2 separate regions of the Mus musculus genome follow, and region 1 is linked to region 2. A link is a contact called in public Hi-C data. All regions are on one chromosome and are shown on one strand. The core of a region is the stretch at or near the end of the contact, and the rest is flanking DNA. Distances in the headings are between cores, read along the strand shown.

Region 1 (3,092 bases), core at 44-2,543, 280 kb before region 2:
CGCTAACCTGACAGGTTGGCAGGTCTTTCACCACTGGCCATTCAATCTGCTTGGTAACAAGTCTTTTGGTCTTCTGTCATTCTAAGGTATGGCCTACTGCCCTCCTTTCTGTACGATCTGGGCAAACCGACCGGTGATGGCAAGAGTAGTGTCAATGAAGCGATCCACACAGCTAGAGAGGCAGTTTTCAGTGCGGGAGTCTAGCCGACTTCCTGGCTTCTCCACACACTTATCCCAACATAGTTCCATGAAGTGATGCACCTAAGGGCAGAGAAAAACCTTTTTTAGTCATTAGGGTATGAGATATCTTAGTTCATCATTCTGTGATATTTAATAGCATATTGTAGGATCACTTCAGGACTACTCTTTCTTTACTTTGTCACCAGTAACAGCCCCAGATCAGTAAATTCTCATTAGAACTCATTCTTTTGCAGAGAGATGATGGGGCAGGTCTTTAATCCCAGCACTTGGGAGTCAGAGGCAGGTGGATCTCAGAGTTAAGGCCAGCCTGGTCTACAGAGGGAGTTGCAAGACAGCCAGGCTAACAGAGAAACCCTGTCTTCAAACCAACGATTCATACTTTCACAATTCTCAAAGCAACTAGCAGTACTATTAAATCAGAGGAAGTCAGGACATTAACCTGTCGGTTCTTGATAGCTATCAGTACTTCCAAGGTTATCTTGATTGAACGGTTAAAACCCTAGTAGGAAATACGCTGTCCCACACCAAATGAGTCAACACTGATAGCTGCAGGGCTCATCTTTCTCTAATAATGATCACCATTTACAAATACATCATCACATTATCCAATGCAGAGGCAGCGGGCAACAACGAACCCAGATCTCATGGTGAGGACGGGTGTCTTGTCTCCAGGCACCTGTGCTCCAAGGTCGGAACCCAGAGATTCCGAGTGCCATTCCCGACCAGCGACCAGCTAATAACCGCATGCTCCTGTGGCCCAAACCTTTCCGCTGTTTTCGAACCCTTTCCTCCCACGCAGCGCTTGCCTCCCGGGCACTGAGCACTGTAGATCACTGGGGCGGGAGGCGCAGCCCGGATCGAGTGGGGCCGCTGTGCCGCAGTGTCCAGAGCTCCGTGAGTGCCCGGGATCTGCGCCTCACCCTCCTTCCCCTGTTCCTTCCTCATCCTCGTACCTGCGCAGTGAATTGCGCCTTCTGCTGTTCGGCGGCCACCAGGCGTTGTAACTCCGCTTCGTCCGCTTCACCAAGCTCGGCCATTGTCGGAGTCAGGCGCTTCGCTGGGGTGCGCACGCGCGGTGGCAGCGCACCGTCTCCTGCCTTCCGGTTCACGCTTCAGGTTGCCTCACCGTTCTTTTACGCGGGGCGGGACTTACTACATAACTGTTTCCGGGTTGTAGAGTGACCTTGAGCCCTCGAAAGCGACATGGCGGTTCTCTTAAAGCTGGGCGTTCTCTGCAGTGGCCAAGGAGCTCGAGGTGAGGTGTCTTGGCCATCAAAGGTTCTTGCTGCAGGCTGAAGCAGGGGAGAGGAAGGAGTTAGAGCTCGCCCGCTGGGTGGTGGGACGTCTTGAGAGGAGGGAACTTGCTCTTGTGCCCTCGAGGCACCACCTATGCGGACGCAACGTTGACCGCTATAGCCTAAAGGCCCAAGTGTTTACGTGCTGGCTGGTGTCCCCAGCTCGTACTTTCCGCTTCTGCACTGTGGTTGTGACCCCGGGCTAATATGAAAACAAACTCCTATTTGAGTGTGGATGGAAGGAGTCCGTTTGATAATTTGTTCTGAGTGGCTTGCTGTGTAGTGCTGTCTTCCTCGATCTAGCCATGTAGACAAGACTAACCTAGAGCTTGCCGGGAGCCCCGTGACTGCTCCCGAGGGCTGCCATAAAAACCGTGCACCCTCACTCAGGGCTTCGATAATCATTTTAACCAGGCATTTTACCTATACCAGGCGCCTAAGAGGCTAGTATATAAACACGAATTAAACAGTTTCAACCCTCGAAGAACTTCTTGTGTGGGGGCTACAGGCAAAGTAAAGCAAAACCTGTTGTGTTATGTAGACATTATTGAGTGCAGAGAACGTTTGGGGTACTTGCTTTGAAAGGACTAACCTGCCTTGGCTCTGCAGGGAATTACATCCTATAGTAACCGAGAGCAGCAAAAACCAAAGTGAGGGGCTATAAAGATGCACAGGGTGCGATAAAATGGAACAAATACAGTAATATCTGTGAAAGTCAAAGTGTAATCTAGAAAGGCAAAATGGAACTAAGCCACAGGACTTACTTTATTCTCTTTTGAAAATACAGTCTCTCTGTTGCCCAGGTTGGGAGTAAGATCGAAAGGTTTGATAGGTTTACAATCTTGGTTTATTTTTGCTGTTACTGTTGTTGCTTAGGCTGCCCTGGAACTTGTCCTGTCTCAGCCTCCAGAGTAGCTGGGGTGCACCACCTGCCCTCACAATCTTTCCCTTTTGAGCCCAGCATCTCATGCTTGCTGAGCGTGTGCCCTGTTGCCAGACTATACAAGCCTCAGCCTCAGCCTAGACTTAGGTTAGTAACAGTGTAGTAGATGGATGACCTTGGTGGAGATAGAGGAGGTTCCGACCCAAGTCATGGAGATGAGATAGATGAGATAAGCACGCTGCGGCAGCCAGGCAGGTGAAGTCCTGAGCTTGGAAGGGAAAGGGAGAAGAAGGCAGTCTCAGGAAGTGTTAAGGAGCTGTGTCAGTAGGATTTGGTGATTTATAGAGGGAACTACCTGGCTGGCTATTGGTTATTACTTGAATTAGCTGCGTGGAGTTATTCGATCATGACTAGTTGGAACAGACATGAGGTGTATGAAAAACAGTTCCACAGCTGAACAGTTGGGAAGTGGCAGATGGCTTAGGCCACACTTAACAGAAGCAAGACTAGAACGAGCTCAGGCCTGCTTTCACAGGCTGGTGATTCTAGTGCTTGGTGCTGGAAATGGGAGGGTCAAAAGGTTCAAGGTCATGGGGCAAGGGACAAAGAGCAAGGCAACTCTCTGAGTTAGAAGCTAGCCTGGTCTGCATAGAGAGTTCCAGGCCAGCCAGAGCAAACAGTGAAACCCTATAACCACCTTCCACCCCTCCAAC
Region 2 (3,065 bases), core at 267-2,766:
ACCACCCTGACATCTCAAGTCACATTGCAGAACTAGATGTATCCTCTCCCACTGAGGCCAGCCAAGACAGTCCAGTTAGGGGAACAGGATCCACAGGCAGGCAACAGAACCCGCGAAAGCTGCAGGTTTTTTTTTTTTTTTGAAAGAAGTTTGTATTTTTTTTTTCTTTTTTCCAGAAGTTGATTTTTTTTTTTTTTTTTTTTTTGAGACAGGGTTTCTCTGTATAGCCCTGGCTGTCCTGGAACTCACTTTGTAAACCAGGCTGGCCTCTAACTCAGAAATCCACCTGCCTCTGCCTCCCAAGTGCTGGGATTAAAGGCGTGCACCACCATTGCCCAGCCAGAAGTTGAATTCTTGATTGGCAGTTGTTTGTTTTCAATACATTGGCTATTCCCTTTTGGCCTGGGTACCATTATAGCTAAGAAGTTGGTGGTCAGGTAGCTTTCTTCCCTCTTCTTTAGTTTATGTATCACAGGGATGGATATGCATGCATGCTTTTCATTATTATTGGGGAAGTTTGGACTCTTAAATGTGTCTGTTGGTGACTTTCACCAACATTCCACCACTATCATTTCAAATATTGACAATTCCTGATTTTCTCCCTCTTCTCTGTGTGAAACACTGCACTGCCTTTGAAATGCTGCACTACTGTTTTAGGGTTTTACTGCTATGAACAGATACCATGACCAAAGCAACTCTTATAAGGACAACATTTAGTTGGGATTGGCTTACAGGTTCAGAGGTTCAGTCCATTATCATCAAGGTGGGAACATGGCAGCAACCAGGCAGGCATGGTGCAGGAGGAGCTGAGAGTTCTACATCTTCATCTGAAGGCTGTTATGAGAAGACTGGCTTCCAGGCAGCTCAGATGAGTCTTAAAGCCCACACCCACAGTGACACACCTACTCCAGGGCCACACCTTCTAATAGTGACACTCCTTAGGCCAAGCACATACAAACCATAAGGGCTTACTTTCTAACCCATGTCTTCTCTCACTTGTCCCCCGTAGCTCAGCTTGTCAGTGGCTAGAACCATCCACTGTTGTTTATTTCAAGATGTTTCCAGGCATTGTTACCAAAAGAGGGTGCTGAAATATTTTATAACTGGAATAGTTTATAATTTTGTTGTAGAGATTTAATGCACATATTCTTTTAAAAGGTCATTTTTATACAATACAATAAGGGCAGCTGAACTTTTTATGTGTGTTGATGGAAACCAGAGCTTTGGACATGCTAGGCAGGTGTTCTCCATTGAGCCTCATCATTGATTTTTTTTTAAAAGAAAATATTTATTTTTATTTTGTGTGTGTGTGACTATTTTCCTGCATGTATACATGTGTGATTGGTGCCCAGGGAGGACAGAAGGGGGCAATGGATCTCCTGGAACTAGAGTTACAGGTGGCGGTGAATCACCGTGTGGGTGTTGTGTGTTGGATCTGGAACGCTCTGGAAGAGCTCTTAACCACAGAGCCCTATATCACTGAATATTTTTTAAAAAATGAAGTCTAACAACTGAGTGCATCTGAGGTTTGTGAATCAGTTTCTGCCTGTTAGCAGCCTCTCTGGTTTCCTGTTGTTGAGTATATGGGTGGTAGTACTCTAATAAATTATGTTTAGAGATTCTTTGAGGCATTGTGCAGGTGTGCTGTTCAAAGAAGGCTCATGTTTAGTTCGATTGCATGCCTTAGGGAATTCCTGGTCTAGAAACAGTAATTTAAATCCATGTCCTGAGGACTTTTTTTCTTTCCTTTTTTTTTTGTCCCTCACAAAGCTACAAATCTATTTGATGGCGGTTTGTGTGCTTACAGTTTCTCAGGCGTGTTTTTAGTTTCATCTTCTCCCCGTGGTTCTGACTAATAGCTCTCCTATTGGTGTCTCAGGGTGCTTGTGGTAAGAATGAGGTGGGGAGGAAGGGTTTTTTCTGAGCTCACTCTTATCTGGAAGAGGCTATTTCATACAAGAAGTATCCGTGTGAATTGAAATACTTCCTGCTCCTTCCACCCAGTTCAGTCACTGAACTGGATCTAAACTGGAGCTCGGGTTAGTAGAGACATGCCCTCAGGACAAACACTGCTTTTTGCTCAATTTCCCTGGCCAGGGAAATTCATTCTCAATTATACTTTAGTGTGGTAATTTCTTAGTATGTTGTCTGGCCTTCTTGGATTTAAAGAAAGAGTCAACAGCCATCTTTCTGGTATTTTTGGTGGTTTCTAGCAGGAGTATTGAATTAACTTATTAGATATTGTTATTGCCCAAATGGAAATGTCCATCTCTATTGATGATAAAATAACAAATAAAATCATACTTTTGACTATGATGTCCTAGTTTCATTCGGTGTTTTACCCTGACCAAAAACAATTCAAGGAGGAAAGGGTTTATATTTGGCCTACACTCTCAGGTCACAATTAATCACTGAAGGAAGTCAGGGCAGGAAGTTGGGCTAGGATCTGAAGCAGATACCATGGAGGAACACTGCTTGCTCAATAGGCCATGCTTACCTAGCTCTTTATTATTATTATTATTATTATTATTATTATTATTATTATTATTATTATTATTTTACTTTTTAATTTTTTTATTTTACTAGCCCAGGACCTCCTTCCTAAGGAAGGACACTGCCTACAGTGGGCTGGTCCCTTCTACATCAACTAATAGTTGAGACAATCCTCCTTAGACATTGATACATGCCAACTTGATCTAGGAAATTGCTTAGTTGAGGCTTCTCTCTTGGATGACTCTAAGCTGTGTCAAGTTGTTAGTTAAGGGTAACCAGGGCATATGGTATATTAGAAAGTAAATCTGACATAAGTATACTTTCTTCCACAGACAACATTGTTTTCTTCTTACTGTCCCAAATTACCACCTTATTTAGTATAAACAAGGATGTTGATTTTAAAACATTATACTTATGTTATATAGATTCTCTTTCAAGTCTTTGCTCTGACATTTAAATTTGTTTGCAATGACATTTACACCAATTGTTTAGATCTATGTAGAGGAATTTTAATCCACCAACATGGCTACGCTGGCAAGAAATCACATCCAAAGACCTTCTAGATCTGTGTG

The links. Hi-C and Micro-C count contacts between places; a contact is called where the count stands out from the background.
Region 1: a Hi-C map of Th2 cells shows a contact between it and region 2, with 2.1 times the contacts expected there. The contact joins the promoter of Timm8b here to the enhancer-like site in region 2. A contact is called at or near these places in 4 of 484 Hi-C or Micro-C datasets (the Ba/F3 cell line, Th1 cells, Th2 cells and 1 more), 1 of 115 datasets of contacts at active chromatin or transcription factors (effector CD8 T cells) and 1 of 9 other capture datasets (pancreatic islet).

Annotation. Positions count from the first base shown.
Region 1 is chr9:50,602,102-50,605,193 of GRCm38.p6, reverse strand. Timm8b (translocase of inner mitochondrial membrane 8B) reads right to left here and starts at 1,293. Exons shown (of 2, transcript NM_013897.2): 1 at 1,155-1,293; 2 at 1-261. The coding sequence starts at 1,238. The coding sequence ends at 94. Sdhd (succinate dehydrogenase complex, subunit D, integral membrane protein) reads left to right here and starts at 1,345. Exons shown (of 4, transcript NM_025848.3): 1 at 1,345-1,456. The coding sequence starts at 1,405.
Region 2 is chr9:50,323,367-50,326,431 of GRCm38.p6, reverse strand. No RefSeq gene overlaps it. Among named protein-coding and RNA genes, the nearest start is that of Gm39336, 23 kb to the right of the region's middle. Within about 2 kb of position 1,516, at least 28 of the 459 cell types and tissues checked have an H3K27ac peak or open chromatin away from gene starts, as enhancers often do. A contact at or near this core is called in Th1 cells, Th2 cells and effector CD8 T cells, where this site is marked.